Linked DNA regions of Sus scrofa: regions 1, 3 and 4 are each linked to region 2. Evidence: chromatin contacts called from public HiChIP or PLAC-seq and promoter capture Hi-C data. All regions are on one chromosome and are shown on one strand. The core of a region is the stretch at or near the end of the contact, and the rest is flanking DNA. Distances in the headings are between cores, read along the strand shown.

Region 1 (6,166 bases), core at 516-3,015, 370 kb before region 2:
GCAGAGAGGGCCCCTCCTCCGCGCCGGCCTGGGGCCTAGGAGGCCCGCGGGAGAGGAAGCTGGGGGAGGGGACGACCGGCTGGACAGGAAGTGGGAAGGGCTGGCGTCCCCCCCAACCCCGGCCGGGGCCCCTCAGGATGGAGGCGGGGCTGACGACCGCCTGGCCCTGCCCTTCCCTTCCTCCTCGTCCGTCTGGAACCCCAGCGGTTCAGGACTTCCCGCCCGCCAGAAGCCTTGGGTCGGAGGGAGGCCATTGGGGGCGGTTCTAAGAGGGAAGCATAATGGGGGTCGTAGGGCAGCGGGAAGGGCGTTCCGATCAAGGCTCGCGCGCGCGCGCGCGCGCACACACAAACACACAACATGGGAAATCTGAGCGCACAACCACACAACAGAGGTCCCAGGGAGGCAGCAATCCAACCTAGTGCACAAAATGTGACGTGGCGTCACTTGGCCCCCCAAAACCGCCGCGGACACGCAGCCACCGTCGCAGAGCCAGGGACAGTTGCCCCGCCAGCGACTGGGTACTTGCCAATCCTCCCACACACAGCGATGCACACGTGCACTCACACAGGATCCGCATGTCTACACACACACTGGTTGCACGTAGCAAAAAAAAGAATACCTATGGCAAATATTCCCAGAAGCATCCAGACCTAGAGTCACAGTTGGACCTTGGACCGCCTCTCCTCACCCAGCCCACGCACGCAGCCCACAGGTCCCCTGGCGCACAGGCCTCCACCCCTCCCAAGCACCCCTTGCCCTGCGGGTGTCCTTCCTTGCCTGAGTGTCTGCCTCCACCTTCTCTGAAAATATCCTGGGGGTAGAAGAAGGGTCCCAGGAGAGAGAATGGAATACCCTTTCCCTGCACCCAGGCAAATGGGATTCATGCCATTAACAGCTGGCAACACTGGCAGAGAGGCGGAGCAGGCGGGAGTGACCCAGTCCGTCACCCAGCACCGACTATTGACACGAGGTGTGACAGTAGGGCTGTGCAGAGTGGCTCCCAGCGTGTGGCCTGGGCACCCCAGGAGCTTCTTGTCTGTGTGGTGTCTTTGTGCTGCGAGCATCTCTGTTGTGTGACTGTGCGTTGCGTGTGACTGTGTGACACAGTTATCTGTGGCTCAGTGACAGCCCAGGCCCCTGTGTGGAGCCCTCCAGAGGCTGCAACAGGGTGCCCCAGGGTGACAGCAAGTAGCTGCTTGGGCTCATTCCACAGCTGTTGGAAGATGTGCCATAGCGGTTCCAAATGCGTGTCTATGCAGGTGTGTGCCGAGGTGCGCGTGGTCTGTTTCAGTGTTCTGTAACAGCAACTATTTAAGCTGTGTATACCTGCGTGTCTCTGGGCAGACTGTGTATGGCGGTCCCCACCTGTGCTGCGGGGTGATACATCCAGTGTGACTGCCTGTAGCTTTATAGGTCTATCAGTAGTTATTCCAGTAGTTATGCGGACTTACGTGTGGAGTCTTGTGTCGGAGAATGCTATCGCAATTAAGTGTGGGCTTGTGTTCTTAGGTGTACAATTTGGGTGGCTGGTTCTATTTGGACAATGTGTGTGTAGCCATGATCAGCTGTGTCCCGCTGTGTGCCCCAGAAGTGGTGTCCCCACTCATGCCCTGAGCGTGAGCAGCCCGCGCCCCCTCCCCCCGCGGCGGGCACTGCGCTTGCGCGCCCGGCCCACGGTCCTGGCGGCGGGACCCACCCGCGCTCCTGCCATCGCCCCTTTAAGAGCGGCGCCCGCGAGCGACGGGGAGGCGGCGGGCGGGGGCGCGCGCGGCGGGAGGAGGGGGCGCGCGCTTCCCGGAACAGCCCGCGCTGAGGGAAGAGAGGAAGAAAATAAAACCCGTGGTCAGAGCCAAAGCTGGAGCTGCCGCCGCCGCTGCCGTCTCGGCCGTTTGGAGCTCCCCCGCGCGGACGATGCCCGCGATGCCCGCGCGGGGCTCGGGGTGGTGAGGCCCGGGACGCGGGGTAGCTATGGCGACCGGGAGCGCGGCCCGCGGCGCCGCCTGACAGGTGTGGGGCCCCAGCGCGGCGGCGGCGGCACGGAGCAGGATGTACGCCAAGGGGGGCAAGGGCTCGGCCGTGCCCTCCGACAGCCAGGCACGCGAGAAGTGAGTCAGTGGGCCGGGACCTCGGGAGCCGGGGGCGGGGCTCAGTGGCCGCGCCGCTTCCGTGGGCCCCACCGCCAGCGGGCACTGCGTTGGGCACTGCGTTGGGCACGTGGGTGCGGGGTGCAGGGCGTGCGGGGCCAGAGCACGCTCGAAGGGCCGCGAGATTTGAGCGGGTGCGCGAGACCCGAGGGGGCTCAAGGAGGCGCGAGATACGTGGGAGCGCTCAAAACCCAAAGGGTCATGAGGGATTTAAGGGGTCGCGAGATTTGAGGGGACGCGCGAGACTCGAGAGGTTGAAAGAGTAGTAGGGGCGCAGGAGACCCGAGGGGTGCGAGATTTGCGGGGGCGCGCGAGACTCGAGGGTGCGAGATTTGAGGGGGCGCGCGAGATCCTAGAGTGACTAGAGGGTCGCGAGACCTCCCCGACGGTCGAGACTTGGGTGTGCAAGGTTGCATATGTGAGTGCATGGAGTCACAGTTTGTGTAGCTTCCTCCATCCTCCCAGGAAGTTTCCCAGGTAGGGGACACTGCTTACTCTGGTACTTCTGCTCCTTGGGAAAAGCTTGAGAGATGATAGAAGGGCCTGCAAGGCCACCTGTCCAAGCGGGCTTGGGGCGGCTGGATGGGGCCCTGAGGAAGCTGCAAGGCTCACAGTCCTGGGGCCTGCCACTTGTTCTGGGGCTGGGCTGGGCTGTGGGTAGCAGATGCTTTCAGGCTGTTAGAAGGATAGGTAGCTAATTTCCAGACTCTGTGATGAGAGCTTCTTGGGGTGGGGAGGCAGCAGGGCTGCTGTGCTTCCCTTGCCTTCTGACACTGTCTCTTAACCTGTTTTGTGGCTTTGGATGAGGGAGCACCCCCTGCTAGGCTCACTTTCCCTTCCTTATAAATGCAGTGCCATCTCTTAGGTTTGGGGAGCATTTGAAAGGTGCTGGAGCTGCGACTGCCTCACAGTAAGGGCACCCAATGGTTTTGCAGTATTGTTAAAGTGCCAGAGAGAAGGGAAGGCTTGCCATGGCTGATGGCCAATGGTTGATTCACAAGATCCTAGAAGGACTTGAATGTCTGGGTGGTGAGGAAGCCCCTTGGACATGGGCTCTTTCCTGTTCTGCCTTTTCTGCCTGGGCTGACATTGAGGTCACTGCCCCACCCCACTCCTACATACACACATAAGGATGAGTGTCCATTCTCTACCCAGCCTTGGGGTCATTTTGGAGAAGAGCCTTCTGGCCAAAAGATGCTAGGTAGATGAGTACTTTTCTAGGCTTGTCTTGTCGATCTGCACAGTTATGAGGTGGGCTCCATTTCCAGGCACCTTCGAGCAGGAAGGCTTTTTGAAACTGGCACCTGGCTCTTTTGAGGTTGGAAGCAGGGGATGTCTGGATACCCAACTCCTGGGAATCCTGGCACATCTGCAGCCATCCTTTTACCCTGGCTGCTGGGATCTAGGGGCTACCACTCCCTCAGTGGGAATTGTTCACTTGTTCAGACATGTGCTGGGCTGGGTCCTGGGGCATAGTGGTTGGAAAGGCACACCTTGGCCCTGAAGAAGCCCACATCCTAGCTAGGAGGCAAGCGAGTTACTTAGCAAGCTGATGTGAAGATCTTGGGATGTGCTATGAAGAAAGCAAAGTGGGAGGTAGTGAAGTGTGAGGGAGGTGCCAGGTGTGCAGAGACCTGGAGGAAGAGCTGATGGCTGAGGGCACAGCAAGTGCAGAGTCCCTAGGGTGAGGCCAGGCAAAAGAGCTAGGGCTGGTGTCCAGGGGTGGGGTGTGCCGTATGAGCCAGAGAGGCATGTGTTTGAAAGTGCATTCCAGCTCTTTTGTGGACTAGGGCTTATTTGGGGTTGGTGGGGGTAGAGGACCAGGAGACCTGGGAAAGGCAGGCACAGTTAACTGGGAGAGAGCTAATGGTGGCAGCTTAGGTGGTGGTCATGGAGACAGAGTGGAGGAAATGGGTTTGAGCTGGGGTGGTAGGGTTTGGAGTTGCATTTCAGTCCCACTGAACAGTTCAGGAAAGATTTTGGGGGTTTTTTTGTTTTTTGGTTTTTGGGTTTTTTTTGGCCATGGCATGCAGTGGCTTGATGTGGGATCTTAGTTCCCAGACCAGAGATTGAACCTGGGCTGCGGTGGTGAAAGCACTGAGTCCGAACCATTAGACCAGCAAAGAACTCCCAGATTTTGATTCTTTTTTTTTTTTTTTTTTGGTCATGCCTGCAGCCTGTGAAAGTACCTGGGCCAGGGATCGAACCTGAGCCACAGCAGTGACAATGCCAGATCCTTAACAGCTAGGCCATTAGGAAACTCCCAGATCTTGATTCTCTGAACATGGTCTTGGCTCTTGGCCCCTCTCCCCCATCATTTTTGGCCAGAGCCATCCTGCACTCATCCATTTCTTGTATAAGCATTGACTTGGAGATGAGGTTCTGCTGCTAAAGAAAGTTTGGAAAGCACCAGATGGTGGCATCCACTTCACCGACAGGGATGACAGGGTCCTGGAGAGGAAGGGACCTGCTGAAGCCAAGGGTTCTGGGTCACAGGTGAGCTCTCAGAAGCATAGGGGCTGATACACCAAAGAGGTGGGCTGGTTGCTCTGAGCCTCAGTTGCCTTATCTGAAATGTGGGCCTTGCAGGATTCTCACAAGGACTGGGTGAGAGGCTTCAGTTAGAGCACCCCTCACAGGCAGCCACCACCCGAGCCACTTCCTGTCCCTGGGCCTTGGTTTCCTCCTCTGTGAAATGGGGTAAATGGGGTGGAGTGGGTTCCACTGCCCAGGGCCTTGACTCTCTGGGACTATTTTTTCTTCCCCGATCTCATCTTCCTGCTTCCTCCTGCCCTTCCTCTCCTTCATTCTTGGGCCCCTGTCCTGAGCCACCTCTGGCTCCCCATCTAAACACTATAGACTTGGGCCAGCTTGTCCCCCAAATGGACTTAGTGCCTTCTAGGTGCATGGACTTTGGGTCCCTGCCCTTGGAGGCTCACAGCAAACAGTGGTAACTGCAGAGTCCAAGGAGTACAATGAAGGGATGGCAGGGTGGGAGAGGGAGGCTGGGGGTCTGAGTGGGCTGCCTGTAGGAAAACATAACCTCTCCTTCTGTAAATAATGAACACTCCACAGTTCCTGCTATGGCGCATCAGGTTAAGAATCTGACTGTAGCAGCTCGGGTTGCTGAGAGGTGGGAGTTTGATCCCTGGCCCAGCACAGTGGGTAAAGGATCTGGCATTGCCTTGGCTGTGGCTCAGATTCAGTATGGCCCACTTAAAAAAAAAGGAATTCCCGGAGTTCCCGTCGTGGCACAGTGGTTAACGAATCCGACTAGGAACCATGAGGTTGCGGGTTCGATCCCTGGCCTTGCTCAGTGGGTTAAGGATCCAGTGTTGCCGTGAGCTGTGGTGTAGGTCGCAGACTCAGCTCGGATCTGGCGTTGCTGTGGCTGTGGCTCAGGTTCAGTCAGTGGCCCATTTTAAAAAAAGGAATTCCCATTGGGATTCCGTAGGTTAAGGACCCAACGTTGTCTCTGTAAGGGTGCAGGTTCCGCCACTGGCCTCACTCAGTGGGTTAAGGATCTAGCATCGCTAAAAAGCATTGGTGGGTTGCAGTTGCAGCTCAGATCTCGTGTTGCCATGGCTGTAGGTAGGCTGTAGCTGCAGCTCCAATTTGACCCCTGGCCCAGGAACTTCATGTGTTGCAGGTGTAGCCGTAAAAAGACAAACAAAATATTGAATACGTCATCCTAAGGGAAGCCCCAAGAGCACTTACCCCCAGAACTAACTAGTACCTGCATTTGGTCATCGGTTTTAGGTCTTTTTTTCTTCTTTTTTTTTTTTTTTTTTTTTTTTTGTCTTTTCTAGGGCATATAAAGGTTTCCAGGCTAGGGATCGAATCCAAGCCGTAGCTACTGGCCTGTGTCACAGCCACAGCAATGCAGGATCCCAGACACATCTGCAGCCTACACCACAGCTCACGGCAACGCCGGATCATTAACCCACTAAGCAAGGTCAGGGATCGAACCTACAACCTCATGGTTCCTAGTCGGATTTGTTAACCACTGAGCCACAACG
Region 2 (5,873 bases), core at 862-3,361:
ACAGTAACGCCAGATCCTTAACCCACTGAGTGAGGCCAGGGATCGAACCCACAATGTCACGGTTTCTAGTTGGATTCGTTTCTGCTGCACCACAATGGGAAGTCCTTAACATCGGTTTTATCTGGTATTATCATAGCTAATCCAGCTCTCTCTTGGTTACCATTTGCATGGAATATCTTTTCTATCCATTTACTTCCAACCTACTTGTCTTGGAATCTATAGCGAGTCTCCTGTAAGACAGCATAGTTGGATCACGATTTTTTAAAAAACAAATCAATTCTGACAACTTCTTCTTTTTTTTTTCTTTGTCTTTTTAGGACCACATCTGCAGCATATGGAAGTTCCCAGGCTAGGGGTCAAATTGGAGCTGTAGCTGTCAGCCTATACTACAGCCACAGCAATGTGGGATCCAAGCCGTGTCTGTGACCTACACCACAGTTCATGGCAATGCCTGATCCTTAACCCACGGAGCGAGGTCAGGGATTGAACCCGAGTCCTCATGGATACTAGTCAGGTTCGTTACTACCGAGCCACAATGGGAACTCCTTTTTTAAGTGGAGAGTTTAATCATTTACATTTAATAAATTACTCATAGGGACTTATTTCTGCCATTTATTTCTATATGTGGTATCTTTTCCCCCCAATTTCTCCTTTATTGCTTTCTTTTGTGTTAAATGGTTATGTTTTAGTTTATCACCCACAGTGCCATTTTGTCTTTTCTTGTGTGTGTCTTTTAGGGCCGCACCTGCGCATATGGAGGTTCCCAGGCTAGTAGTCTAATCAGAGCTACAGCTGCTAGCCTACACCACAGCCACAGCAACGCGGGATCTGAGCCTCGTTTGAGACCTACACCACAGCTCATGGCAACGATGGATCCTTAACCACTGAGTGAGGCCAGGGATCGGACCCACAACCTCATAGTTCCTAGTCAGATTAGTTTCCACTGCGCCACGACAGGAACTCCCACAGTGCCATTTTGCGAATGTGAGTATATGTAGGAAATAAGAGGATATCCTTAGAAGTGGAATTGCTAGATCAAAGGCAGGGTAGGGCATGCATTTAAAACTCCGAGAGGGACCTCCCATCATGGCTCAGTGGTTAAGAAACCCAATCTAGCATCCATGAGGATGTGGGTTCCATTCCTGGCCTCGCTCAGTGGGTTAAGGATCTGGAATTGCCATCAGCTGTGGTATGGGTCACAGACATTCCTCAGATCAGGGCCGAAGTGGCGGCATATGGAGGTTCCCAGGCTATTGGTCAAATTGGAGCTACGGCTGCTGGCCTTTGCTGCAGCCACAGCAACTCCAGATTCAAGCCATGTCTGCAGCCTAGGCCACAGCTCACAGCAATGCCAGATCCTTAACCCACTGAGGAGGCCAGGGATCAAACTTGCATCCTCATTATTCCTAGTCAGATTTGTTTCCACTGAGCCACTACCGGCACTCCCCTCAGCCCATCTTAATGGTTATTATTTCCCTTTCCCAGCGGAGGAAATCCTAGGCTGAGACGTGAAATCATTTGCACAAAGTCACACAGCCAGTAGGTGGCCAGGTCTGGATTTCAAACCTGAGCAAGTGCTCCCAAGTGCTTTGTTATATACTGCCTCTGAATAATATTATAATTGTACAGAACTGCTGCAACCACCATTTCTGCGTGCTATGTGCTGTGCTAAGGGCTGTCCCCACTAATTTATTCAACAAATGCACACTGAGCAGCTACTATGTGCCAGGCATCCCCATTTTAAAGGTGAGGAAACAGGCCCAGGAAGATTCTCTAAAAGATGGGGACGCACCGCACCGTCCTCGACAAGCTTCCCCAGCTGGGTTCCACCTGTGTAAGGTATTCAGTTGGCGGTCAATTAACCCAAGACATTGTCGCCGCCCCTAAGGGCAAGGACCACCACATCTACACCATCCGCTGCCCAGGCGCCACGGAGGAGCGGTTGGAGCGAGACTAGCTTCTCGAGCCGCCGTCGGGAAGACGGTTGGAAGCCCCGCCTCCCGCGCTTGCGCGCTGCGCGTTCTGTCGGCCCACTCAGCTCCGGGAGTCCGGGCGCGGTAGGAGGCGTCCTCGAGGAGCGCGTTCGTCTGCGCCGGCGTCGGGCTCGCGCACGCGCACCTGCGGCGGCGTCGGGCTCGCGCACGCGCACGGCGGCGGCGGCGGTTCCTGCCGGGGGCTGCGAGGGCGGGCGGCTCCGAAGGAAGCGGTGGTACTGAGGGGCTCAGCGGCAGAGGCGGCGGCTCGGCGCGCGTGGCTCTCGACCCGGTTCGCACCGCGGCGGGCGTTTTGATCTTGTCCAGGAGCGCGGGCGCGGCGGCGGCGGCGGCGGCGGCGGCGGCGGCTGCCCAAGACCTGCGGCCTAGGCCTCAGCGCAGCGGCGGGCTCGAGTGCGGCGCGGAGCCGGCCTGAGGGCCCTACGCGGCGGCACCATGAGCGTGGAGGCGTACGGGCCCAGCTCTCAGACGCTCACCTTCCTGGATACCGAGGAGGCCGAGCTCCTCGGCGCCGACACGCAGGGCTCCGAGTTCGAGTTTACCGACTTCACCCTCCCCAGCCAGACGCAGACGCCCCCCGGTGGTCCTGGAGGTGGAGGCGCTGGGGCCCCGGTCGGCGCGGGGCCGGGCGCGGCCGCCGGACAGCTCGACGCTCAGGTGAGCGGCACATGGCGGCGCCGGAAGATGGGGCCAGGCCTCGGCGGCCGGGAACCTGCCCTGGCTCCCCCTCCATCGGGGCAGAGGCTGATGTGCTCGTGTTTCAAACTCCAGTCGGGCCTGGAGTAACCTGGCGGGGTCTCTCCCATTCAGGACGTCCCCGGAGTAACCTGCCCCGGCTCCCGCTCTCCAGCCGGATCCAGGCAAACCTACCTCAAGTCCTGCTCTGGTTGCGTCCGGGTGATTTCAGGATCTCGTTCAGGCTAGGTCTTACGCGATCTGTCCCAAGTCCCCTTCCGGGTCTGTCTTTGGCCAAGTCGGGGATGACCTGTCCCCGAGTTCTCCAGCTGGGTCGGTGATCTGCTCCGGTCCCCTCCTCTGGCTGATCCGACCGCCCTGCCCCACCCCCTTACCTGTGGTCGGAACCTTCAGAGCACTCTCCCTTACCCCTCTTATGCCCACTGAGCGGCGGATTCAGATTTCCCTGGGCTCAGGGACGCTGGTGAGAGGAGGGTCGAGGCTCCCCCAGCAGAAACGGAACTTTTGCCTCCAGTCGTGAACCCCATACTCGTTGGCTTTTAAGATTATTCAGGAGGCAGTTTGCGTTTTGTTTTTCTTTCTGGCATTGCCTGTTGCTGAAACCGACCTGTTACGTAACTCCGCAGCCCTGCCTTGGAAAAGTTGGGTTTGAGTTTGTTCCTCCAACGGGGTAATAGTGGTGGGTTTTACTTAAATTGGTCTGCCACGTCAGAGACTTTTGTTCTTAATGATGTGAAGACTATTTTAAATTTGGGTTTGTGTTATGAGAAGTATTGGGCATACACTTCCTGGATCTGGGGCCCTGCCCTAGGGTGGGCAAGGGGGCTGGCTGTGGTCTTGAACTGGGCTCACTTGGGAATGTAGCCATCATCTTCTGAATCTCAGATTCCATTTCTTTGCCTGGTACCTCCTTTGATTTTATTTTCCTGAATTCTCAGCCGTGGAGGAGATATAGGGCTTGCCTTGTTGCAGGTGTCCCTTGACATGAGGACCCACCGTCAGATCTTGGGGAGCCAACCTGTCCTCAGCCAGAGTGAGCTTAGACCCTGTCCTGGGGAAGGGGGCTTACATTGTAGTTGGTTGAGTCACTCCCATGGGTAGACCACCCACTTGGACTTTCTCTTAGCCCCTAATAGAAGCAAAAAACATTTGACTCATTCTAACCTCAGATTCCTTAAAAATAGATGCTTGATGGGTGGGGGCATCAGGGAGAACAGGTGTGCATGTATGTATGTTTTTTCAGTTTTGTTTACATATGATGGGGGAAGTTAGAGGGGAAAGTTTGCATGGAGACATGAATGAGCCACCAGAGACTCTTGATAACACTTGTAGTTTCATACCTTGTAGATTTGTTCCCACAACTTTAAAATGGGGGTAACAGCTCTTATTTGGTTACCTTTAGACATATGTGAAATTGGACTTCTGTATGAACGGATAGACCTGATAGTGTTGTCTATAATTTGCGTCCACCATGTCCGGGAAGCTGAGGATAAAAATCTCTTGGTTGAGCAGTGTGTCATGACCTATGGTAGCTCAGGGTTGTGAAAGGTAATTGTTTTATTGCAAATCCTTTTTAAACTGTAGCCTATAAAACAGCAAACCTGGGCAGCTCCAAGTTGTAGTTTTGGTCCTTGGTTTCTGTTTTCGGTTAATTGTGGGGGCGTGTCCTCTTTTAGTTGCAATAATTGATTACTTTTCCTGCACCTGACCATTGAACTGTACTAAATAAGAGCATTAAAACACTCCACTGGAGGGAAACATTATAGTTGAACTCATTTGAATTCTGATGACATCAAAACGGTTTGTCCTTCCTTACTTTAACTCTGTAGCCTAACTTTGGATTTGTATTTTGGGGAGTAATATCCTTGGAGTCACAAGAGGAAGCTTTGGATTTGGGGGCAGGAGAGTCTGAATAGAACCAGAAAGTGGAAAAAAATTGAGTATCTCCTGTGCCAGTTGGAGGCATTGGCTGCCTACAACATTTGGGAAGATTTTCCTTATTTGTCTTCAGACTTGTCTGTGTAACCAGCTGTATGATGGGGCTTCTATTCTGAGTGCCTTTTGATTTTATCTTACTGGCTGAGTGGCTGTGAATTGTCACATGCTATGCATCCACTTTCATTTCACAGCTTTATTGAGATAGAGTTCATGTACCATATACTTCACCCATTCAAAGTGAGCAGTTCAGTGGTTTTAGTACATTCAGAGTTGCACAGCCACCACCACAGTTGATTTTATGACATTTGCATCACTGTAAAAAGAAATCCCACATCGCTTAGTCTGTCAGTCCTCCCTTCTCCAATTCCAAGCAACCGCTGTTTTTTCTCTCTGGATTTATCTCCTCGGTATGATTCCATATAAGTGGAATCATACAGTATGTGGTCTTTGGTTCTTTCATTGAGCCTGTTTTCAAGGTTCATTCATGTTGCATGTGCTCCATTCCTTTCGATGACTGAGTAATATTCCATAGATGGACAGACCACATTTTGTTTATCCTCTTACCTGTTGGTGGACATTTGGATTGTTTCCATTTTTAGCTGTTATGAAGAATGCAGCTGTGAACATCTGTGTACAAGTTTCTGTGTGGGTGTAAGCCTTCAGTGAAACTACTGGGTGGTCTGGAAACAACTGCATGTGGTTTTCAGGGCCTGCCAGACTGTTTTCCAATGTGTAGCCACTTTTGATATGTCTTGACTGCCAGTTTTGCACAGTTGGTTTTACCTGAAAGTTTGTTTAGGTAACACATGTGTGTCATGGCCAGGATGGGTGGGAGAATGGCAGGCCAAGCTGATGCCTGCTGAGTTCTGCATTGGCTCAAATAGCATTTGTTTTCTTGTTTATGAAATGAAATTGATATTTATCAAAGCCCTTGAGATCCTGGGATAAAAAGCACTGACATGGCCTTGCCAAGTGTCCTTAAAATAAAGGGGCAGTTATCTTTTGAGCCTTTGACCCTTTTGTAGCCCCTTCCCCTACCCCTCAAAGGGCAGGGAAAGGTAATTTCAGAAGTCCTTTGCATAATAGATGGTGTTCCAAACCTTCTGGTCTGCCTAGTTGGAATATTTATTCTTGATTGTTGCTATTATTGTATTTCCTCCAAACACTGGAATTATGGTGAAAATCTTAAGAGTTGAGAACACTACCAAACAAAAAAAGGAACATGCCATTGATACACACAGCAAC
Region 3 (6,449 bases), core at 1,339-3,838, 350 kb before region 2:
CACCAGCGTGTTGGTACCGCCCAGCATCAGCTCCGATGTGTACTCATCCAGGGCACGCTTGCTGTCGCCCACGTATGGCACGTACTTGATGACCACCTGGGGAGGAGGATGGCACGAGGTCACACGGACCCCTGCTATTCTCTGTTGGGAGTTCCCCCCACCCCTTGCCGCGCCTGTGCTCCACGCACGCAGTGGTCTGGCTCCTCGCCCTGCTTGTAGAGCACTGGGTTGCTGTGCACCATGTCATCCACCACACTGCTCTTGGACACTTCTTTGGAGCGGAACTGTGGCGGCGCTGACAGGTTCTGCCCGTCGTTGTTGCCCAGGTGGTTGTAGCTCACGATGGACATGGTCTGGGAGGACAAGGAGACCCCGCGGTAGCTGCAGGCCTTGCAGGGCACAAGCCCAGCCTGGGATCCAGGCACCCCTATCCTGAGCGGAACACCCTGCCAGGCTCACACACCTTTAAGCCAGAACCGATAAGGAAGTCCACAAGCACAGACTTGACCTTGGTCTGGCCGGACTTGAAGTCGTCTCCACCCACAAAGACGCGGCGCTGCCACGCGAGCTCGAGGGCACCAGGCACTAGTGTGTTCTGTGGGGACCCGTTGAGGAAGGCGCACCCCTCCAAGATGCTGGCGACGGCGAAGAGCGTGGAGGGCGACACTTCCAGGCCCAGCTGTGGGCACAGACAGGCAGTCAGCACAGAAGGGTCCTTGGGAGCTAGCCCTGACCCCATTCCACCCCTGGGCGTGCCTACCTGGATGGTGCGCAGCAGGTTGTCAGCAGTGTCATTGAGGCCAGGCACCACTTCGCAGAAGCGCTCTGTGTTCGCTGTCCACAGCACAATGACTTTGTCCAGGCCAGCGTTGGACCGGAAGTCACGGATGTCCCTGCGGATCTGCTCCAGCTGGCAGGGGGCGGGAGCGGGCGAAGGGGGAGGGTTGTACAGGTTCTCCCGACCTGTGGAGGCCTGGGCGACTCAATTACCCAAGTGCAAAGTGGGGCCTGGACCCTCGGGATGGAAGCATGGGGACAAAAGAGAACAGGTGGCGGGGGTGGGGGAAAGGACAAATGACAAGGGAGAACAAGTGGCAGAGGATATGGGGCGCCGGGAGGGGCTGCACCTGCTGCGCGCGCGTGCCCGGGATGAGGTTGTCAGCGCGCGCACTCTGGTTAGCTGCGATGAACTCCGGGATGTAGACCGACGGCCGCGGGCGCAAGGCCTCCATGTGCGGCCACAGTTGCTCCTGCAGCTCCCAATCTAGTACCTGCGCGCGCCTCATCGCCTCCGCCAGGTTCAGCGACGATATGTCCCAGCCTGGGGGGGCGGGGACCCTCAAGCTCGGCGGGGATCCTGGACCCCCACAGGCCCGGCCTCCCACCCCACCCCTGGCCCAGGGCCCCGCCCACCGTCGAAAACGAGATCGTCGGGTGCCACCATGGGCAGCAGCGCGCTGAAGGGCACGAACACCTCCTGGCCCTCGGCGTCCAGGCCTAGGCTAACGGTGCCAGCCTGTGTCAGCGAGCCGTAGTAGTTGGCCTCCTGGGGAGCGGCAGACAGGGCAGAGAGATGGGTGGGCGTGGCGTGGGGAGGCCCAAGAGTCGGCACACTCAAGCTCCGCCCTACTTTCGGGCGCCTCAGCTCTGCTCCAAGTCAAGGCAAGAGCTGCTTCCCCTCCGGAGGTCCCAACCCGAAGTCCTCCCTACCTTGGGCTCCGCCCCCACAAGACCCCCTGAGGAGTGCCCGCCCCGCCCCGTGGAAGCCCCGCCCCGGGGTCCGCCCGCAGCGAGGAACCCCGCCCCCTTAAGACCCACTCCTCCGTAGAGCCCCTCCCCCTCTGCGTGGATTCCAGCGGAGCCCTGGGTTCTACCAGGCGCCGCCCGACTCCCCCACCTTGCGGCCGGTGCGCGTAGGCCAGGACAGGCGCAGTCGGTTGGCCAGCACGGCAGCGGTCAGCGTGGAGCCGTTGTTCCCGCCCCAGCCGACGAGCATGACCCCCAGCCGGGGCACCTGCCGGGCGGTCCGGAAAGTGAAGCGCGTGGACGTGGGATGCACCTGGGGACAGGCGGTGCGGTGAGTCGGGGACCACAGGCCCCTCCCCCCTCATCGCAGGGCGGAGATCGCAGACGTTGGGCAATTCCCGCTTGGTCTCGGCTCCCTGGTTCCCCCTAGCCTCACGGCCAGCCCGGTCCCTCGCCTACTTTGAGGACGCCAGCCTCGCGGCTGACGCACGTCGTCCTGTACTCGTACTTCGCCTCGATAGCCTCGGGGCTGTAGACCACGTCGGGGCTCTCCACCACGAACTCGGTTGCGGCCTCCATCGTGGTGAGCTGGGGGCGCGGGGTGGGCAGGAAGTCAGCGGGGACCCGAGAGTTGGCTGGGCCAAGCCGACTTCGGTCCCTGGGGAGTCTGCACCCCTCCCGGGGCCGCACTTACCGGCGCAGAGTCGGCTGGAACTGCAGCGGACGGCTAGGGCTCGGGGCGCGCGAACTCGAGAGAAAAGAGCGGTGGCTCCACCCCGCTCCGCCCCCTCGCTCCGCCCACGCCGCGGAGGAGGGGCGCTCGCGGCCTGGACGGTGCACACAGGCCTTGGATTCGGGTTCGAGGCCCTTCTGCCCCGAGCCCCCGTGTTAATCTGGTCCCCTAAACTGTCCTGCGCGGCCGGACAATCATATGGGCCGCAGACCCCCGGCCCGAGCTCGGCGCGCGTGATTCACTTCGCATCGCGGGTTGAGCCGGCGGCAGCTTCCCCTCATATTACAAAAGAGAATCATATGGATGTAAGTGAGCGCAGGCCCCAGCCACAAGGCAGGAGGTGGAGCCAGGCAAGGAGGCTGGGCCTCTGCGGGGTTATCTGGAGAAACCGAGGCACGAGACACTAAACCGGGATTAAGACTTCGAAGCCAGACGCTCCTCCAGCCCAGGCTGCCTCCTCCCCCTACCCCTTCCAGAACAGCAGCACCCTCCAGATATCAACCCCCCACCCCCACCCCCGCCACAGGGTTCACGTGGATGGGGTGGTGGCTGCGAGTCCTCAGTTTCCCCACCTGTAGCAGGAGGGCTTGATTGGGCCAGGCTGGAGTGGGGGCGGGGGAGAGACTGTTGGCGAGAGGAGGGGAGGGGAGAGGAGGGGAGGGGATGGGATGGGCAGAGCAGAGGCGGCCCGCTGGGGAGGAGCTAGGCCAGCACAGCACTAAGCCCCCCTAAGAGCACAGCGATAAAGGAGCGTGGGAACCCGGCAGGCGGGCGGGGGCGGCTCCCCCAGGAACTTTCCAAAACAAGCGGCCTCCTCCGGCTGGAAAGTTTCCACCACTGGAGCTGACCCAAAAGGTGGATAGTTGGGAACATTTGCAGGAAACTTGGTCAGGGCCTGGCCTTGGAAGGTGGGGGTTCTAAAACCGGTCCAGGTTTTGCCCTCCAGGGGCTCCAGTGAGGGGGAGTCAGAAGTGGACTGGGTCACTCCCAGCCAGAGGGACCTAACAGGCAGCGCTGGGCAGGGCAGACTGCCTGGAGGATGTGGCGCGGTGAGGGATCTTGAGATCTGAAGACATCAAAAATGTGAAGGACTGCCCAGGCAAAAACCTGGGGGCGTGGTTTCAGGGGCAGATGAAAAGGGACTGAGCGCAAGGGGGAAGGAGGCAGTCTGGGGACCAGGGTAGACCTTCAGGGCTGGGGACAGGAAAGACAGTATAATAAATATTTGGGTTTTGTCCCCCTGTTCCTGGCTGGAGATTGAGTTCAGTTGCCAATGGCCGGTGATTTATTCAATCATACCTACAATCCATTAGGTTCCATTACCTCTGTAACAACCCTTAACAGTGAGGTTCTGGTGAACCCATGGAGGTTCTGGGAGAAGTTGTGGCAGCCCCGCGCCATTCCCCACACCCTGCCCTCTGCATTTACTTCAAGTGCTTCCCTGAGCACCTCGGGCCATTCTAGCAAATCACTAAACCTCTGAGGGGGCTGAAAGGGATGGATTTACAGAGGGTTGTTTGGTCAGACATATGAGTGGCCAGGGACTTGAGGCTGGCATCTGAAGTGAGGGCTGAGTCCCTCAACCTGTGGGGCCAGATGCCTGACATGGGAATGGAACTGTTGGATGTCCAGTTGGTGCTGGAGAATTGGAGGGAGCTTGTGCCTCCAGGCCATGTGTGACATCACAGGAATGTGTACAGAAAGGTCCCCAAAGACCCAGCCCTGAAGAACCCCAGCATTCACAGGGCAGCCTGGGGGAGGTGCTGGCAGGAGGGTAGTGGGGCAGAGTGGCCCCAGGCAGGCTCCTGGAGGGGCAGCTGCAGGGGATGTGGCTTCTGACTGCTTCTATTCCAAGCAGTTGGTTGGAGCTGTAAGGAGAACTGCAGGGACAGTCTGGGTGTGTGACAGGGACTGAGTGTGCTGCCTGGGGGTGAGCAGTGAACGACTGAGGACCCCATTCCCACCAGACCGCAGGCTCCTGAGGGCAGGGGCAGAGCTGTTTCCATCACTGCTGAGTGCCAGCGCCCCGTGCACGGAAGTTGCAGCATCTAGGTGCTGGCAGGAGGAAGACATTGTCCAGCAATTGGCAGGGGCTGGTGGGCAACCCCCAAACCTTTGGCCACGGTGGCACAGGTCATGAGAGTGAGAAAACCCTTCTGGGGCCCTACGGGACTGGACTTGGGTGTCCTTGGCACAGGAAGGATGATCAGGGAACCGCCTGTAGCCACAGTGTCGCTGGGCAGTGGGGGCTGTGGGGGAGCCTGGCGGAAGGCTGGGGGAGGAGGGTGAACAGGGGTGAGTCTGAGGCGTGACAAGGCTGAAGGAGGCAGGTGTCAGCCCTGGGCCCCGGAGTGTGGGGACAGAGATGTTAATCCCTTTAGAACGGCGTGGCCAGGCCGCCCGGGGAGCAGGGTACATTCTGCCCCACAGAGAACTGCCTGACCGCCCCTCCCGCACCCCTCAGATTCCTGGGCCGCCTCAGAACTCAGGCCAAGGCCGTTGGCCAGCAGAGCCACCAGAGAGGCTAAGGCCCACAGTCCCTGACCCCTGGACCCCTTTAATCCCGGTCTTATTCTTTGTTTTTCCTTCCTAAAATAAACATCCCCCACCCACCCACCGTGTCCCTGGAGGCTAGAACCTGCCCCCCTGCCTTCAGCTCCTCACCTGGAACAAGGGGCAAGGACGGCCATCCTAGCTGGTGTCCTGGGGCCTGTGGGGCTCCACTGGGCCTTGGGGTCCTTGTCCCCATAGAGGGCACAAGGGCTCCCCCCCCGAACACCAGCATGCAGCCTGGGAGGAATGATCACATAGTGCCCTTACTTGCTCTTTTCATCAGTCACAGCTCTTTGCCCCGTGTGGCCCCACTAAAGGGGGCTTTGGCCCTGTGGGAGGCCCAGGATCCCCCTGATTGGATCAGCCCACCCTGTCCACTGCCCTGCTCACACCACATCATCCATGGCTCCCCTCCAAACCCCCCCTTTTTTTTTGCTCTTTAGGGCCACATCTGTGACACATGGAAGTTCTCAGGCTAGGGGTCGAATCAGAACTGCAGTTGCAATAGCATAGCGATGCAGGATCTGAACCGAGCCTGCAACCCACACCACAGCTCACAGCAATGCCGGATCCTTAATCCACTGAGTGAGACCAGGCAGCAAACCCACATCCTCATGGATCCTAGTCGGTTTTGTCACCCCTGAGCCACAGTGGGAACTCCTGACATTTCTTTTTTTTTTTTGTCTTTTTGCTGTTGTTGTTGTTGCTATTTCTTGGGCCGCTCCCGCGGCATATGGAGGTTCCCAGGCTAGGGGTTGAATCGGAGCTGTAGCCACCGGCCTACGCCAGAGCCACAGCAACTCGGGATCCGAGCCGCGTCTGCAACCTACACCACAGATCACAGCAACGCCGGATCGTTAACCCACTGAGCAAGGGCAGGGATCGAACCCGCAACCTCATGGCTCCTAGTTGGATTCGTTAACCACTGCGCCACGACGGGAACTCCCCCCTCCCCTTTTTTTTGGTCTTGACATTTCTTACCTATGACCAGGCTGTCTGGCCTCTTGCTCTGGTACCTGCAGGGCCCTTTGCCTCTGATCAGCCCTCCACCTGCTGGCCTCATTCCTGGGCAGTGGCTCTGGCAGGCTGCCCAGGACGCCTTCTCTGCCCAGTACCAGCCTGTGCCCTGCCCATCATCACAGCTGCTCCAGGGCCAGGTTGCCTCCTCACCCCAGTCCACCCCCACACAGAACCAACCCCCCACTCCCAGGGACTGACACGCACACTCCCAGCTTGGGCTGATAGGTTCAGTTCAGTGAAATTTATTGTAGGTTGAAAAAAAAATCAGCATTCACCTGTTTAGTGTACAAAAAGGACACTAGATCTTTTAAGAAAATATCAGGGAACTGAAGATGCAGATGCCTTTCAATTGTAACATTTTGGCAAAAGGGAAAAGTTCTTGTAAACACCAACTCCA
Region 4 (6,372 bases), core at 3,227-5,726, 260 kb before region 2:
CACTGAGAGCTGTCTTGGTTACTTGTAAATGTCCAGCCTCTGAGCAGTGGTCCTGTATAGACTAGGCACTCAGTCAGATTCAGTTAGACGTAGGAGCCCAGGCTCCTTGTCTCCCATGGTCTCTGCTCAAACCTTCAGGTGGGAACTGGCCCTGGGTACCTGCACTAAGTGCTGAGAACATGGGAAAGGTCAGGGTTATACTGAGGGCCACACACATGCCAAGAGAATCCTTACAGCCCACAGAGGAAGAACTAGAGTTCAGAGAGGGCAGGGCCTGGGACCCTCAGAGTCCAGAGGGAAGGATCTGGAGGTGGGAGGGGTCAGACACTGGGATACCCACAACCCTGAGAGCAAAAGGATTAGGAGTGAGAGAAGTCAGGTACTGGGACACTTAAAATCCTAAAGAGAAGGATACAAAGAGGCAACTGGATCTCACCACCTGAGGAGGAGGATCCGGCCTAGGAAAGTCAGGCACTGGCCCAAGGCCTCATGAAGGCAGAGTCAAGATTCAAACCCAGATAGGCTCCCATCCCCAGGTTTCTTGGGCCCCTCCCTGGGCCCTCAAATTTTCCTGAACAACAACAAAACGCTCCTCTCTCTTCAGGACCTTATAATCAATGAGAGGAGACTGTCACTCAGCAACAGAGCCCACCAAATCCAATCATGAAATATCCAGGTGGTTGAGGCAAGTGTCCCAAGGAAGGTTACTTCCTCAGAGTCAGTGTCAGGGACGCATCCCTGAATAGGCACATGATGCTATATCAGAAAGATGGGTTGTGTTCACACTTCCTCTCTCTTCTTTCCCGAAGTAACTCATCACAGTGAACACGCAGATCCACGGGAGCAGCTGCTTTGGGACTCACTTGAGACCACACGAAGCCCAAGTCTGGACAGTGGCAGCTGCACGTATTACTACATCTTTACCTTCCATTTCATTCCAAGCTGGTCACTAGGTCTGTACAAAGGCAGCTCAAAACACAGACCCCTCTGGAAAGGGTAGCTGTCAGGGACTTCTACTTGGGCTACTCCAACAGCTAGGATTACAAGGCTCCTGGGAGCCACAGAGGAAGTTTTGAAGGAAGCTCCTCTCCAGTACCCTGCCATATCTTAATCTGTAAAAACCTCTTTGTAATTACAGATTACCCTCCAGCAACAGGGGAGTTAGAGGCACCAACCCCCACCCAAGCAGTCGAAAAAAATCACGAATACACTTGACAGTTGGCCCTCCATATCCCAAATTCTGCATCTGCAGATTCAACCAACTGTGAGTCCCATACACCGTGACACATATTTAGTGAAAAAAATCCATGTATATGTGGACCCAGGCAGTTCAAACCCATTGTTCTAGAGGCAACTATAAAAAGTAAAAGTAGAAGTTTCCGTCGTTGCTCAGTGGTTAACGAACCCGACTAGGAACGATGAGGTTGCAGGTTCGATCCCTGGCCTTGCTCAGTGGGTTAAGGATCTAGCGTTGCTGTGAGTTCTGGTGTAGGTTGCAGACGCAGCTCGGACCCCGCATTGCTGTGGCTCTGGCGTAGGCCAGTGGCTACAGCTCCAATTGGACCCCTAACCTGGGAACCTCCATATGCCGTGGGAGCAGCCCTAAAAAAGGCAAAAATCCAAAAAAAAAACTAAAAGTAGGAGTTGCCATTGTGGTGCAGCAGAAATGAATCCGACTAGTATCCACGAGGATGCAGGTTCGATCCCTGGCTTCACTCAGTAGGTTAAGGACCTGGCGTTGCCCTGAGCTGTGCTGTACATTGTAGACGCAGCTCGGATCCCGCATTGCTGTGGCTGTGGCATAAGCTGGCAGGTACAGCTCCAATTCAACCCCTGGCCTGGGAACCTCCATATGCCACAAGTGCAGCCCTAAAAAGCAAAAAAAAAAAAAAAAAAAAAAGTAAAAGTAAAAACCCTCTTCACAAGTTGTCACTGGCAAACTATATAACCATGGCACTAGAGAATAGGAAACTCTAGACAGACACTACTGACAGTCACAAGTCACACATAAAGAGCTTTGTTAACAACCAATCATCCTTCTCTGGTCACACAAACAAATTCTTCAAGTCACCTTCCCCATACCCACCACCCAAGAGCACTGAGTGTGCCCAGCTGCCCTGATTTTACCTCAGTCCACTATTGAGTAAGATTAAATATGAAATTGCCAAGTAACTTAAATTACCAGTCAGCCTCTGAGAAAAATGAAAGTTTGAGTCAACCCCAAAATTTAGCTCAAAGTCAACCCCAAAATTTAGCTCACCCAGCCAAGTTAACACAAATGGCTTGGAGAAGCTCTAAGAGGGAGCCTCATCTGGCTGATCAACACCAATGTACACAGCTGGGCTCTGCATGGGACAAACTTGAGTCTGCAGTTATACCTTCACCCTCACAGGAGGAAGATCCAGCTCAGGGGATGTAACCAACACCCTAAATTAAAAATAGCAGCGTGACAGCATGAGGTGGATGCAGAGACAGGCCTTCCTGACGAGTAGATCAAGGGAGGGCAGCATGGCAGGGAAGGCGGGGCTCCTAACCCTCAGTGACCAGGTACCAAGTTCACCTTATTTACATGACTCACCAGCTCTCCCCCAGCTGTTTCTAGGAAAGCCCGCCTTCCTGCAGAACAAGTTGGAATTGCCCAGGGAAAAAGTCACCGGGCTGGAATTCCACAAGGAAGGCTCAAGCTGGCCACCATGCCCCCTCCTCCTCACCTGCAGTGGCACCCCAGGCTCACCTTGGGGAATCACTTTTGACAAGGTGAGAATTTGCTCTTCCAACAAAGATGAAGTCCCTGTTCTATGAAGAGAAAACTGAGACGCAAGAACAGGAAGGAAATTGCCCCCAAAAGTGGAAAGAAGCCAGGGAAGGGTGGGCACGGGTAACAAGACAGGGGAAAAAATTCCCGGCTTAGCTAATGGTGCCGAACAAGTCCAGGGCAGGAAGAAAGCCACATTCCTTCCTAGTTAGTCTCTCTCCTCACCCGCCCTGAGCCCCCCCCCAGCCCCAGTACACACAACACACACACACACACACACACACCACACACACACACACACACACACACTCTCTCTCTCTCTCTCTCTCTCTCTCTCTCTCCTCTCACTCTCTCTCTCTCTCTCTTCTTTCTCTTTCTCTCAGAGGGCGGGGCCTTCCTGAACCTGACACCAGACCCCTTGCTCCCCCTAGCCACGATGAAGCCCCTACTTTCCCAGTGAGGAGGTAAAAGGGCTCCCAAACCACTTCCCCTCAGGACCTGACCACTGGGCACCTGCAACTTCTGTCCCAACACAGGAGGAGGGCGCCATGACACAAACAGAAATGGGAAGAAGCAGTTTCTGACCAGGGCCCCAGATGTACCCTACAGTCAGGCCTGAAAGAAGGTACACAGAAGCCTCTCCCCAACCCCCCCCACCCCCCGCCAGGTGGCAGAACTGAAACGCCTTGAACTTAGCCAGATGGACCCAAATCAGCCCCTGAGAAGTTTGTGAGTCAGGAGCCAGGTGCGGTGGCCAGAGCTCCCTCCCAGGTGCCCACCACAGGCTCCCAATCTTCTAAAGGCACCATACCAGCAATCCCCCCCTCCACAATCACAGCCTCTTCTTCTCAAAACACTCCTACTCTCTAAAGGTGTCCAGTGAGACCTGGTCACCTGGGGAGTTGGAGGCGAGTTGACAGGTTTTGCCCAAATTTCCTTTCCCAGGAACGAAAAGTGAACCCAACTCCAGGGGCCTCATTGGAAAGCATCAAAGACAGCCCCCAAGTGCAGACACAACCTCCCCATACAAACGGAACAAAACCCCACAGGTGCTCCGACAGCGGTGCCCCACTGACCCACCCTACCAGTGACCAAGACGGAAAAGCTGCTCCTCGGGAGTGCAGGCAGTCATCCCTACCGGCCATCCCGCAAAGGAGCCAAAGAAGCCCCAAACCCCCACCTCCGAGCTCGGACAGCGGGGCCTCCACCCCTTCCCCTGAACAGGTGAAAAGACCAGTTCCTGCTCAGGTGCCGGATGGGCCGAGAAAGGCGCCGGACAGACCCCCTATCCCCAGACCAGGAGCGAGAGTTCGGGCCCCATGGCCGCCCCGGGCCACCCGCCAGGTTCTCCTCCCGGCGCCGAGGTTCCCTGCGCTCCGAGCCGGACAGGCGCCTACCCCGCGCCCCGCTGGCCCAGGAACTCACAAGCAGCACCTAAGAAGCCGGACCCCGCGCCCCCAGGCTAGGACGCCGTGGCGAGAGGAGCGCGAGGCCGACCTGCGTCCCGATGTCCCCGACGGCCGCACCGCCTGCACCGCTCACCTGGCAGACGCGGTAATTCTCGAAGGCCCTCAGAGCACTGTCGGTGAGCTTCACGTGGAACACGGACACCTTGCTACCGTCGCTCACTCGCCCGCACGACAGCCCGTAGCTCCGAGCCTCCTTCAGCGCCGCCATCTTGCGACCATCGCTCCCCCGCCCCCCCTTCCCGGCTCCAGTGCGGGCGGTGCGCCGGCCACGCCCCACCCTGCTGCCCGCTGACGTGCTGCATTATTCATAAGACGCGGCTGGCCACGCCCTCGCCGGAACCCCCCTAGAACCACAGACGCCGCGGTACCGCCCGCTGACGTGCTGCACTATTCATGAGATGCGGCTGGCCACGCATCATGTGGGCCCAGGGAATCCCATAGTTACCGCCCCGACTTCCTGCATTTTCGTAAGGCGTGGATGGACTCCCCCCATCCCTAACCTCTCAAGACCCTAGAGGTGTCCACTTCCGCGCCCGGACTCCGCCTCGACACGCGCGCTCCTTCAAGCCCCGCCTCAGTGTGTATTATTCATGATCTTGACTCAGCCAGGCAAGTCGAAGCACCGCCCCACCAGCCAATGACGTGATGTATTATTTATGAGGTCTCTCCAAGTCTTCCGTCTTTGGCTTCAGCGAGGAGCCGCATTGAGGGCGTGGGAGGGGGCGGGGCCCGCGCAAAGCACGTGGGGGGAGGGATCCGCTGCTGGATGGGCGTGGCTATGTAAACTGAGCGCGCGTTGGACGCTGGGTTGGGCTAATAGGGTTCCCCTAAGGTGGGCCTGGGGCTGTTGGATGATTGGGGGTCAGATTAACTTTGCTCATGGTAACAGTAGATTTCTTTTTAAATTAAAATATAGTTAATTTACAGTGTTGTGCTAAGGGTAGACTTAGAATAAAATCCTACACCCCCCAGAGCCCTGAGAGATGGTGATTGTCCTGCTCACCCATTAAAAAAAAAAATTTCACCTATCATGAAGTTAGTTAATGTGTACAATTCTGTGGCATTTAATACATCCACAATGCTGTGCAGCCACTACCACCATCTAGTTCCAGAACGTTTTCATCACCCCTAAAGGAAAAACCCACACCCACAAAGTAGTCACTCCTCATTCCCCCTTCCCAGGCCCTAGTAACCACTAACCTACTTTCTGTATCTATGGACATTTCTCTTTTTTCCTTTTTTGGCTGCCCCGTGGCATATAGAGTTCCCTGGGCCAGGGATCAGATCCAAGCCTCAATCCAGACCTAAGCCTCAGCTGCAGCAACTCCAGATCTTTTACCTACTGTGCCAGGCCAGGGCTCAAACCTGCATCCTGGCACTGCAGAGACACCGCAGATCCTGTTGCACAATAGCAGGGACTCCTTCTCATTTTAATCTAATTACAGACAGTGGTCATAGGATGAAGTGAGGCAAGGGAGGAAGGTGAATTCAGGGACTTTCTATGTGTTTCTACCCAGATGATCTTGTTAGCTCTGCCTATCACTACCAGGCCGGCACTGCCATCTATTTACCCCTTGACCATGAACCTAAAGGCTGATCCTAAAGGCAATGCTAGATTCCTTGCAACTTTTTCCCATGCCTGTCATTAATATCTCCGTTTACAAATGGAGAAACAGAATCAAAGGAATGAGACAGCAGGGGTATACACCCTGCCAGTGAATGGCCTGCCTGAAACTTTGAACTTGGATCTTTCTGACCCAGAGCCCTCCCGACTACATTTTTTCCTGCCTCTGCTACCTGGGTCCCTTTCTATATTGCAGTGTTCCTAATTCTCTTAACTTCTCTAAGCCCTCAGTTTCCTCATCTGGCAGATGGGTCCAAACCACTGTATCCTTTCTATATTTCTTCATTGAAAACCTCCAGCACTGGGTGGTTGTGCTGAATTAATAATGGATGTCATTTAATACGCACAACACAGCTATCAGCCCATTTCATAGATGAGAACAAGGGTCAGAGAGGTCTCACATGCTACTGCAGAAATTCCAACTCCAGCCTGTTTGAGCCCAAGGCCAAAACTCTGGGATCCTCCACCCTTTACCTAGGATCTGTCCATTCTATGGGGAAGATGCTGGCACTTGCTCGCACACT

The links. Promoter capture Hi-C pulls out the DNA fragments that hold promoters and counts their contacts. HiChIP or PLAC-seq counts read pairs in DNA pulled down with a chosen protein or histone mark.
Region 1: a promoter capture Hi-C map of fetal liver shows a contact between it and region 2, with 4 times the contacts expected there. The contact joins the promoter of SSBP4 here to the promoter of UPF1 in region 2. A contact is called at or near these places in 1 of 5 promoter capture datasets (fetal liver) and 2 of 2 datasets of contacts at active chromatin or transcription factors (alveolar macrophages and skeletal muscle).
Region 3: an H3K27ac HiChIP or PLAC-seq map of alveolar macrophages shows a contact between it and region 2. The contact joins the promoter of ISYNA1 here to the promoter of UPF1 in region 2. A contact is called at or near these places in 2 of 47 Hi-C or Micro-C datasets (omental adipose tissue and retroperitoneal adipose tissue) and 2 of 2 datasets of contacts at active chromatin or transcription factors (alveolar macrophages and skeletal muscle).
Region 4: a contact with region 2 is called in a promoter capture Hi-C map of liver, with 3 times the contacts expected there. The contact joins the promoter of ELL here to the promoter of UPF1 in region 2. A contact is called at or near these places in 2 of 5 promoter capture datasets (fetal liver and liver), 2 of 47 Hi-C or Micro-C datasets (embryonic fibroblasts and epiblast stem cells) and 1 of 2 datasets of contacts at active chromatin or transcription factors (alveolar macrophages).

The regions. Positions count from the first base shown.
Region 1 is chr2:59,380,136-59,386,301 of Sscrofa11.1, reverse strand. SSBP4 (single-stranded DNA-binding protein 4) reads left to right here and starts at 1,765. Exons shown (of 17, transcript XM_021083516.1): 1 at 1,765-2,108. The coding sequence starts at 2,050.
Region 2 is chr2:59,009,784-59,015,656 of Sscrofa11.1, reverse strand. UPF1 (regulator of nonsense transcripts 1) reads left to right here and starts at 2,111. Exons shown (of 24, transcript XM_021083471.1): 1 at 2,111-2,651. The coding sequence starts at 2,430.
Region 3 is chr2:59,359,811-59,366,259 of Sscrofa11.1, reverse strand. ISYNA1 (a long non-coding RNA gene) reads right to left here and starts at 2,588. Exons shown (of 11, transcript XR_002341592.1): 1 at 2,441-2,588; 2 at 2,206-2,334; 3 at 1,898-2,059; 4 at 1,414-1,546; 5 at 1,128-1,321; 6 at 761-910; 7 at 464-679; 8 at 189-353; 9 at 1-96. It overlaps ELL (RNA polymerase II elongation factor ELL), which reads right to left. Exons shown (of 13, transcript XM_021083507.1): 13 at 6,274-6,449.
Region 4 is chr2:59,275,268-59,281,639 of Sscrofa11.1, reverse strand. ELL (RNA polymerase II elongation factor ELL) reads right to left here and starts at 4,476. Exons shown (of 13, transcript XM_021083507.1): 1 at 4,298-4,476. The coding sequence starts at 4,432.